2 separate regions of the Mus musculus genome follow, and region 2 is linked to region 1. The links are chromatin contacts, called in public Hi-C maps. All regions are on one chromosome and are shown on one strand. Each heading gives the region's core, a stretch centred on a gene start, on an enhancer-like site or on the middle of the called end of the contact. The rest is flanking DNA. Distances are from core to core; before and after follow the strand shown. Region 1 overlaps Gm38475 (a long non-coding RNA gene). Region 2 overlaps Gm38475 (a long non-coding RNA gene).

Region 1 (4,998 bases), core at 953-3,452:
GGCTGGCCTGTGTGGCAGCCTCTCTGGGTCCTTCCCACTTCTGCTGGAATCCTCATGAGAAAGTGTCCCTTCCTATCACCAGAGAGCTCCTGGGGGAGGTGGCATTTCAGTCCTTCTTTGGATGGGGAGAAGTTGTTGGTATTATAGCATAGGAAGGTTTATAGTCCAGTAGCCGACCTTTTCCCCTTCAGCATCCTGCTGTAAGTGCAGGTTTTCTCACGCGAGGCCAACACTTTATCGCTGACATCTAACCAAATAGAACCACAGGTAAGAACAGAAGGAAACAATCAAGACAGGAGGCATCGTGTCACGAAGACCTGAACAAAATCACATCCAGAGTAAAGTGCTGGAGACAGACAATGCTTCAGGACAGGAACTCAGGGCCATACTTATCTGCAGAATAAACAGCATCTCAGAGAAATAACCTAGCCCTGGCCTGAGCTGGGGAATCCAAGTAAACTAAACATAGGACACAAAGAGCCTTCTTCTATGCTGGGCTGGAAATTTAAAAAAAAAAGAAACAAAAGAAGCCAAAAGAAGGAGGCAGGACAGTGTTAGACCAGGGTAACCATGAAAGGTGTGGGTACACTTCCCTGCACTGCAGTGAGAACCCCAGGACCCTTTCTGTTCTTCAAAGGACTTAGTGCATCCATATGCTAAGGGAGAGAAGTTTCTAAGCAGGTGATTCAGACCTGCAGTCCCAGCTCCTGGATGGTAGAGGCGAGAAGATCAGGACATCAAAGTGTCTGGTAAATGCTGTGTTGTCTGGAGAAACAGGCTAACCAGGTGTGCCTTCCTCCATGACTCTGGCTAGACAATGGCAGGCTGATGGCCAGGACACTGAACTGGAAGAGGCCAAATACTTGGGTGCAAAGAGAAGAATGAAGGGCATGAAGGACCTGAGCAGAGAGCAATCTGGTCAGGGCGGAGGTCAGCACGATCGAGGGGAGGAGGAGTCAGCAGGTCAAGGGGAGGGGTCAGTACAGTCAAAGGGAGGGGTCAGTACAGTCAAAGGGAGGGGCCATGGGGTCAAGGGGAAGAGTGAACAGGTCAAGGGGAAGGACCAGTAGGTCAAGGGGAGGGGTCATTGGGTCAAGGGGAGGAATGAACAGGTCAAGGGGAGGGATCAGCACAGTCGAGGGGAGGGGTCTGAACTGATTTGTCCAGTGTATTTTGTTTTACTGCTGTTTTCCGTCACACCAGAACAGGTAGCAGCCTCATTTTTGTCATCTGTTCATACTGATGAGGTCTTGGGGTCCTTAAGACAACAAATTTCCAGCTAGGAAAACAATAAGGATTAAACATAGTAGCTTAAGACCAACAAATAAAAACAAAACAAAACAAAACAAAATAAATAAACAAAAAACCCTAAAAGCTGGGCAATGATGGCACATGCCTTTAATCCCAGCACTTGGGAGCCAGAAGCAGGTGGATTTCTGAGTTTGAGGCCAGCCTGGTCTACAGAGTGAGTTCCAGGACAGCCATGGTTATACAGAGAAACCCTGTCTCAAAATAAATAAATAAATAAGACCAACAAATATTTAAAAGTAAATGAAACAAACAACAACCAAAAAAAAAACCTAGTAAAATTCACAACTTTACAGGAGAGCTAAGGAACTTGTAGCCCTTAGAAATTAAAACTATGAATCTGTACTTCTCTGCATTTGAATGTTCTGTGCTTTATTTAACTGAAGCAATTTTTAAAACCGGCATCTTACAGCATTATAAAGCACCTTAGAATCATATGCGAAATAAAAACTTCAAATAAAGCAAGTTGTTGAATTACAATCACAATTGCAACGCGCGTGCACGCGCGCATACACACACACACACACACACACACACACACAGAGGCAACAGCAGCAGAAGAGGAGGAGGCAGAGGAGACGGCAGCAGCGGTGGCAGAGGCAGCAGCAGCACACATGCTCCACTGTAGCCTTTGCAGCCGCTTCAGGCTATACAAAAACACAATATCAACAGCAACTTTCCGTCCAGTGAAATGGACACGGCGTGCCAAGCTCTTTACAAGTCCATAACGAGTGAGCACAGTCTGGACGGAGCAGAACTGCCACGGTGGGTGGTCCCGAGCGAGCGTGTGCAGCTCAGTCATCCATGGCCAGGATTGTCTTGGCAGGGAAGGGCAGGCCCGTGAGGCCCTTGCCCGGTTTCCCCAATCCGGTAGCAGGGCCTCTCTTCCCTACATTCCTTTGCTGCAGACAAATCGCAGCCCTCCAGCCTTCTCTCAGCTGTTGGAAGGCTCTGCCATCTGACATGCCTAAGTGGATTCGTACCAGGTCCATCTGTATGTCCTTCCAGCATTACACTGAGGTCAGAGCTTCACAAAGGAACTTGGTCTGGGAGACTAAGCCAGAGAGGAAAACTTCTCCTCTTAGTCAACATGCTATTGCTGTTTTAAACACGAGGCAATGAGAATATAAAGAGGAAACACTTATTTCACCCCAAGTTTTGAGGGTTTGGTCCACGGTCTGGTGGGGACCCATAGCTTTGGGCTCATGACTACAACAGTGTAGCTGGGGTGAGGGACACACGTTAGAGTTGGTGTAAAAAGAAGAGGGACCTGGATCCTATGATCCCTTCAGGAGCAAGCTGTGGTGCTCAGGAGTCTTCTCTCCAGGCCTTAGCAGTAAGGCCTCCATGCAGAGGACTGAGCCTGACCCATGAGCACCCCGAGTCATGCAGATCCCATCACAGCGCCATCTTATCCGCGAGGAAACGACACTCTGCTGGGGACTGGTTCTAATGCTCTGATTTAATAGGGAATCTGTGTATCCAAAGCTCAAGGTCCTTGTCCCCAATTGGTTTTTGATTGATCAATAAAGAGGCCAGCGGCCAATGGTTGGACAACAGGAGATGGGGTGGGAGCCTTAGGTTTGCGTGGGCTGGGACAGGGAGGAGAGGAGGATGACCATGATTCGGAGGGAGGCGGGTCAGACTGAGGGAGGCGGGTCAGATTTAGAGCTGCAGAAGGAAAATCATTTGAGATGTGGGTGAGAAGGAATGCGGCCCCCGAAAGGGTTGCCCAGAAGGAACAGGGCAGCAAGGGCAGATCATGGGGCTAGAGAGTGTTGTGTCAGGCGTACCGGAGGGAAATCTATGATAGTCGGGCAGCTAGCCAGGGCATTTCAAAAATAAGCTAATGTGTGTGTCTTTCACTCGTAGATCCAAAGACTTCCTGGGCGGGTGGGTGGAAGCACACAACCCTGCTGGGAGCCAAAGCTGTTGTAAGCTAAAAACTCTCTGCTACAACACTCAAAGTATGTTTTCCTGTCTATCATTTTTAGAGCAGTAAGTGTTCCTGAGAAATTTCAGAGAATGTAAGAGAGGTATAAAATCCACTCAAGATCTGATTGGCATCATTGCAGGTCTGCAGTACGTCCAGCTCTGGGCCACGTCTGTCACTTGGTAACGAGCCATCTGGAAGCCCCCCCTCCCCCCCATTTTTTTAAATGACTGAGCTCTGGAGATTTAGCTTGGTTGGTGAAGTGCTTGTCTAGCAAGACATAGCCCTGGTTCAGTGCCCAGCACCAAATAAACCGGGGCTAATGGCACAAATCTGTAATCCCAGAATTCAGGAGACGAAGGCAAAGGGCTCAGGAATCAAGTCATTCTATAGTAATATAGTAAGTTTTCTGGCCAGCCTGGGTTAAACAGACCCTTACTGAAAAAGAGGAGAGGAGGGGATAGAGTAGGAGAGGAGGGGAGGAAAGCAGAGGGGAGGGGGGAGGGATGGGAAGGGGAGGGCACAGGAGGAGTGGAGCAGAGCTGAGCTGAGCCTGTTATAAGTTGAACACTTAGGATTTTCTTGAAGTTTTTTTTTTTTTAATAGCTGGATATTTTTATACCTGTATATAATTGTTTTGATCGAATCCCCCTCCCATGCCCTCCCAACTTTTCTCTTCCAGCTTCAGGGGCTCTGTTTTAAAACTCACCAACTATACTAGCGCCCCTGTACACGCACAGCCATATGGGACCATGTGCTGGATGGTGCTCCAGGGACCACTTCCCTGAAGGAAGCCTATTCTCTCTCTTCTAGCAGGCTTCAATTGCCAATAGCTCCCTGGCTGAAAGTGGAACTTCCCCATCCATGCTGGTGTTTTGGCTGCTGTGTTCTTATGTAGGGCTTATGCATGCAATCTATTAGCTCATGTGTCAAAAAGCCCTGTGGTGTTCAGCAAATGAGGTTTCACTGTGGCTCTCCACTACTCCTGATAGAATTCTTTTGGCCCCTCTGGTGCCATGAGCCCTGAGCCCTGGGAGGTGGGGGGAGTGCGAGGGTGGTGGTGGAGGAGGGTGATAGAGATGTCTCATTTTGAGATTAGTACTCCACAGCCTATTAATTAATCTCTGTACACTGACCAGATGTGACTCTCTGGATTGATTCACATCTAACTGTAGAGGAAGGTTCTTTGATAAGGTTGAACAGAACACTAATCTACTGATATAAACATGAGGACTAGGAGGTCAGTTTAATGCTTTGTTCGTTTAGCAGAATGAGAGCATAAAGTTCTCCCCTTGGGCTTATGATCCATTTAACCAATAGGAAAGTAGCTGGTTACCCCCATAATATTTACATCACTACTCCACCAAATGGGTGTATCTTACCAGGGCAGTCATTATTGTAGCATGTAGGATTCACAGATGGTTAACTTTTTATAAAGCCATCATTACCCTGACACCAAAACCAGGTAAAGGCCCAACCAAAATAGAAGACTATAGACTGATCTTCCTGGTGGAGACAGATGCAAAATTTCTCAATGTATTTGCAAACGAAATTCAAGAATATATCCAAAATGTCACCCACCCAACACAATCAAGTTGGCTTTTCCCAGAGATACAGGGATGGTTCAATGTATGTAAATTGGTAAATGCAGTCTACCATAAAAATAGACTCAAGGACAGAAATCATTTGATCATCTGATTAGATGTTAAAAACAAAACAAAAACAAAAACAAAACCCTTTGGTGAAATACAACATCT
Region 2 (4,998 bases), core at 914-3,413, 110 kb after region 1:
TTTATTTCCTCACAAAGTACAGATGACTATCATTAAATAACTTCATTCATGGCATGATTTCTTAGCTCTGAGGATAAATAAGGCTATGTGGCCAAGGCCACAAGAACTCAAGTTTGTCTGGGACCTTAATCACCATGCTTTCCCAAAGAAGAGGGCCTGGGAAGGGAGAGGGGCCATGCTGTCCATGAGAGTGATCCACCACCAACAGAATGCAGTTCTCCATCTCTGCTTCAATCACTGACCACAGGAAGCTCCTCAGTAAATTACAGCCATTTGGAGTCATTTTTCTGATCACATTACCACAAGAGGATTTTTTTTTCTTTTAGCTCATCATTTCAGAAACACTCCTTAGAAATGGCAGCACTGATAAAAGCATGGTGCTAGGTCTTAGCAGTGAGGATTTCGCTCTGTAAGTGCAAAGTCAAAACTGTGGACAGAGTCAGGCGTTGCCGTCCACATACATACATTCTGCACCAGTTAGTTGTTGTCAACTTGACACAAACCTAAATATATCTAGGAAGAAGGAATCTCAACTGAGGAACTGTCTCCATCAGACTGTCCTGTGAGCATGTCTATGGGACATTTTCTTGATTAATGGTTGATGTGGGTGGTCCCATCCCATGGCAAATGGTCCTGGGTTGTATAAGGAAGGAGGTTGAGCAAGCCACCGGGAACGAACCAGTAGGCAGCACTGTCCCGTGACGGTTCCTGAGTCTGCTCCTGCTTGCGCTCCTGCCTGACCTCCCTCAGTGATAGACTGTGGTCAGGACCTGGAAGTCAAGTAAACCCTTTCCTCCCCCAGGCTGCTTTGGCTGCGGTGTTTATCCCAGCAACAGAAGCAAACGAAGGCACCTGCAATCCCAGTGCTTGGAAGGTAGAAGCAGGACGGTCAGGAGTTCAAAGCCAGCCTCAGCTACGTAGCAAATTGGAGGCCTACCTGGGCAGAAAGAGACTCTGTCTCAAACAAACAAACCAATGAAGAGGAAGGTGGCAGCCTAAATTGTGAGGCTGAGCTGGGAACCAGCTCCTTGGCAGGCAGGCAGGAAGACCCATCTGTGTTTCAGAAAAACAAGCATTTTATATGCAAAATGCAAGCAATAAATCACATAGACTGAGGGAAGGACACCATTTGGCACACACTCCATCCCAGACCTAACACGGAGTCTCCATAACTCAGTTCTAATACAACACCCTGCGAGGACCCCTGTAAGAGCCACCTCTGAGATAGGCACAGCAAGGAGGAGGAAGAGCCCTGGAGACCTTCCATCCTGAGAGAAAACCAGACTGACAGGAGGAAGGAGAGAGCTACCTTTTGTTGTTTAAGGTTCCAGGGAAATGACTGATTACAAGACATCTCAGTCTGTTGGACTAGGGTGGACACTGGGTCCGCTTTGAAGCACAACTGGCCCCATCCTGAGAGCTCTTTCACCTCTGCAGGCTGTTGGTCAGGGTCACGGTGTAGGTTAGGGGATGTTTTGTTTTTCTAGATGAGGAATGAAGCTGTAGTGCCCACCTCCCCAGAAAATTAGGAAAAACATAAATGAAAAAGCCAACGGAATATGGAAACGTCCCAGCATGCCTTTCTCTGAAGTTAATCTTCTAGCTTTACAGACCAAATCAATTCTACCCCTGTTGATCTGGGAGACTGCTCCAGTAGATCAAAGGACCTAATCCCCTTTTTTCCCTAGGAAAACACATTGTTTCAATCTGTTCTTCTCTCTGGCTTTGGTTGTAAGACTTCCCCTAACTGGCAACAGTAGTTGTATTTGTGTGAGTGACCCAACCAGATTACATGTTTGCTTTGTGGGTTTCAACATGATATGCAGATAATGACTGCTGTGCACTAACCCTTAAAATGGTCTATTTCTTAGAAGAGGTTGGCTAAAATTCATAAAACATATACCTAACATCATGTAATTTCTCAGGCATTTAACCCTACAGTTATGTATGAAGAATTGTTTTGCCAGGAAAAAGTTAGCCTTACATTCTCTAAATGACCCTCATGCCTTTGCGGTAGTGTCCCCTAGATTAGTGTTTCCTGGAAAGAAAAGAGATGGGTCGATCTCTTCAGGAATGCTTTCCTCCCAGTCATTAGGATTGATAGAATTGAAAGATGGAATTCGGTAGGGAACTGTGTGGCAGAGTTCCCTATCTCTGGGAGAGGCTCACTAAGCCCAAACTGTGGGCGCGGTCTGCCCTCTGTCCCTCATGCACTGCCAGCCAGCTGGGGCCACTCCAGGAGTGAGTGGTCTGTCAGCCCCAGGTTTGCTGAGAAAGCTCAGGACTGAGGTATGGGCCCCCAGGGAGGAGCATCACTGGACTCTACAAGGCGTAACTTCTTACTTCCCATTTTACGGCTGTATTTGCTGCTGGCAAGCTGATTAGAAAACCCTCCTCCACAAGCAGTCCTTACCAACACTGCAGGCCACTGGTCTCCTGGAATTGTCCTAGCTAGACTCTCTCTAGACAGACACTCTATCTAGAATCTCTCTAATGGCTTCTTAACAATTCTAGGACCTGGTCTTAGCAGTCCTCGCTGTAACACACACTGCTCTGCAAGTGCCAAAGGCCTGTGCGCTCCCTAAGGAGACTACGTCTGCCGGTGTCTGTGATCCCAGGTTTTATTTCCACTGTCAGTCAGCCCACATTTACTGAACTGTAGGCTCCCGCCTGCTGAGGGCCAGCCCCTTCCCCTCCCGTACGCTTTTCAAAAATGACTCCGCAGATCTGTTTGTAAAAGAGTTTCTAAACTAGCAGACACATGATGCTCCTCACAGCAAGACCTGCATTAAAGGCAGTGGGCTGAGTCTTTCCCTAGATGCTTTCTGTTGCAGTGACAAACACCATATCCAAAAGCAAGATGGGGAAGAAATTTCAGCTCACAAATTACAGCCCATTATGGAGGGAAGCCAAGGCAGGAGCTTGGAGCAGAAGCCATGGATAAACACTTCTTATTGACTTGCTCCATCTGGCTCCTGCTCAGCCTACTTTCTTTTTTTTTTTTTTTTTTTTTTTTTTTTTTTTTTTTTTTTTTTTACAGAAAATCATTATTTAATGATAGGATAGCTGTGGTTGCACAAATGTATAATCTCAGAGTTTAAATAAAAATAAAGCAGGAAAACCAGGAATTCATGGTTAACCTTGGCTAGAGGAAAGGAGAAACTGTCTCAAAACATAACAAGAATAGCAACAAACAAAAACAATAGCAAACAAAACACACTTCACATAAAATAGATCATTGAACTTTTAGAGTTGGTCATTTAGTAGCAGTGGACCTATTTTTTTTCCAAAGAAGACATTCTTGCCCACTTGTCAATGAGACCTTTTGAATATATTCTTTCTTTATGTTTCCTTATCAGTTCCTTATTTTTAACGTTTTATTTGCTCACATGCTGCATATCTGTTGGTTTATATATGCTGGAGCCTATTCAGAATGAGGGATTCCAAACCTGACAAGAGAAATATTAGCAGCACAAGGGCCACACAGCTGTGATTCTCACCCATTCAGCCTACTTTCTTATACAACCCAGGACCATCTACTTGGGGAAGACACTGCCCACAGTGGTCTGGGCCTTCCCATATCCATCAACAACCAGGACCATCCCCACAGGCCAGCCTGATCTGGAAAAATCATTGCGTTGTTGGAACAAGCCTTTTTTAGGTGGCTCTAGGTTGTGTCGAGTCAACAAAACGGACTAGGATACTTCTTGCCATATCATTCCTTCAGTTATAATGACCCGGTGGGCAAAGGACTTGAGGGCCTGAGTTCAAATCTCTAGCACTCACCCATGTAACAAGTTAGGCATAATAGCATGAACCTATAATTCCAGCACTAAAGAGACAGAAATAAGAGGATTCCTGGAGCTTTCCCACAAGCCAGTTGGGCTGATCAATAAGTTCTAGGGTGGTGAGAAACCCTGTTTCAAAGAATAGGGTGGGGAGCTATAGAGGAAGTGACCTAACAATGACCATACACACACACATACACACACACACACACACACACACAGAGGCATCTGTGGTTTGTAAGATGCAGGACCCAGGGAGGGTAATGGCACAGAGTGAAGTGGCTCTGACCTGCAGGCTGGTATGGAGGCACAGGTTCAGGCCTCCCAGGGCAGCCACGAGCCCAGTGGACTTGCAAGGTCCAGTATGTAGTAGAATACTCTGACACACCTCACATGGAGAGCAGCCAACCATGGACGCAGACAGACTCCGATTTAAATCCTGCCCTAACACTTAATCTTCAGAACAACCTTGGGCAGGCTATTTTGCAGGCCCCTGACTTCCTGAGATAAAATTAATCACCTAGAGTGAAGCTTTGGTTTAGACGGGCTGTCTGTGTGGAGTCGTAAAAGCGGAAGCTTCGTAAATCCCAGTCCTTCATTAACTCCTCCACCAGGACCACCATGACAGGAGTCGCTCTGAATCCTGTCTTCTTGGTGTGCAAATGAGGATAACAATTGCACCATGTTTAAAATGCATGACAGTCATGTTGACTTTCATCTTAAATTCCCAGCCTGGGTAGGTAGACCCTAGAACCACTGCCCTTCCTGTAGTCAGACCCCACAAGGCCACATTCACCATAGGTCAAACCAGAGAAATGATTATATGAAAAATGTACTTTCCTATCAGCTTTATAAGCAGTGGTGTGCACGTGTTCATGCATATGCACATGTGTGGGGGCCATAGGTCACCATGTATTTATTTTCCGAGACAGTTTCTCTGACTGAGCCTAGCATTCACGGATAACGCTAGGCTGGATGGTCAGTAAGGTCTGGAAAGAGCTGTCTGTCTCTACCCCTCCTGAGGGCCGGCCACAGGCGCATACCACTGCCCCTGCCTTTCCTGTGGTGATGGGGAGATCTGAACTCACGACCTCCTGCACACCCTTCACAGGCCTCTTAAGAACCATTTATAATGGAAATTTCTGATCCTGAAGGAATGTATTCAAGAAAAAGAAAGAGAAAGTGCGCTTCATTTACCTTTCTACCTACA

The links. A called contact is a pair of places that touch in the nucleus more often than the background predicts.
Region 2: a Hi-C map of the N1E-115 cell line shows a contact between it and region 1, with 3 times the contacts expected there. The contact joins two enhancer-like sites. A contact is called at or near these places in 3 of 484 Hi-C or Micro-C datasets (the N1E-115 cell line, embryonic fibroblasts and nephron progenitors), 1 of 115 datasets of contacts at active chromatin or transcription factors (neural progenitor cells) and 1 of 9 other capture datasets (embryonic stem cells).

Annotation. Positions count from the first base shown.
Region 1 is chr6:145,479,994-145,484,991 of GRCm38.p6, forward strand. The region is part of intron 2 of Gm38475 (a long non-coding RNA gene); the gene reads right to left. Among named protein-coding and RNA genes, the nearest start is that of Gm15499, 40 kb to the left of the region's middle. Within about 2 kb of position 2,203, at least 41 of the 459 cell types and tissues checked have an H3K27ac peak or open chromatin away from gene starts, as enhancers often do. A contact at or near this core is called in the N1E-115 cell line, where this site is marked.
Region 2 is chr6:145,590,013-145,595,010 of GRCm38.p6, forward strand. All of the region lies in intron 1 of Gm38475 (a long non-coding RNA gene), which reads right to left. Among named protein-coding and RNA genes, the nearest start is that of Gm38475, 22 kb to the right of the region's middle. Within about 2 kb of position 2,164, at least 29 of the 459 cell types and tissues checked have an H3K27ac peak or open chromatin away from gene starts, as enhancers often do. A contact at or near this core is called in the N1E-115 cell line, where this site is marked.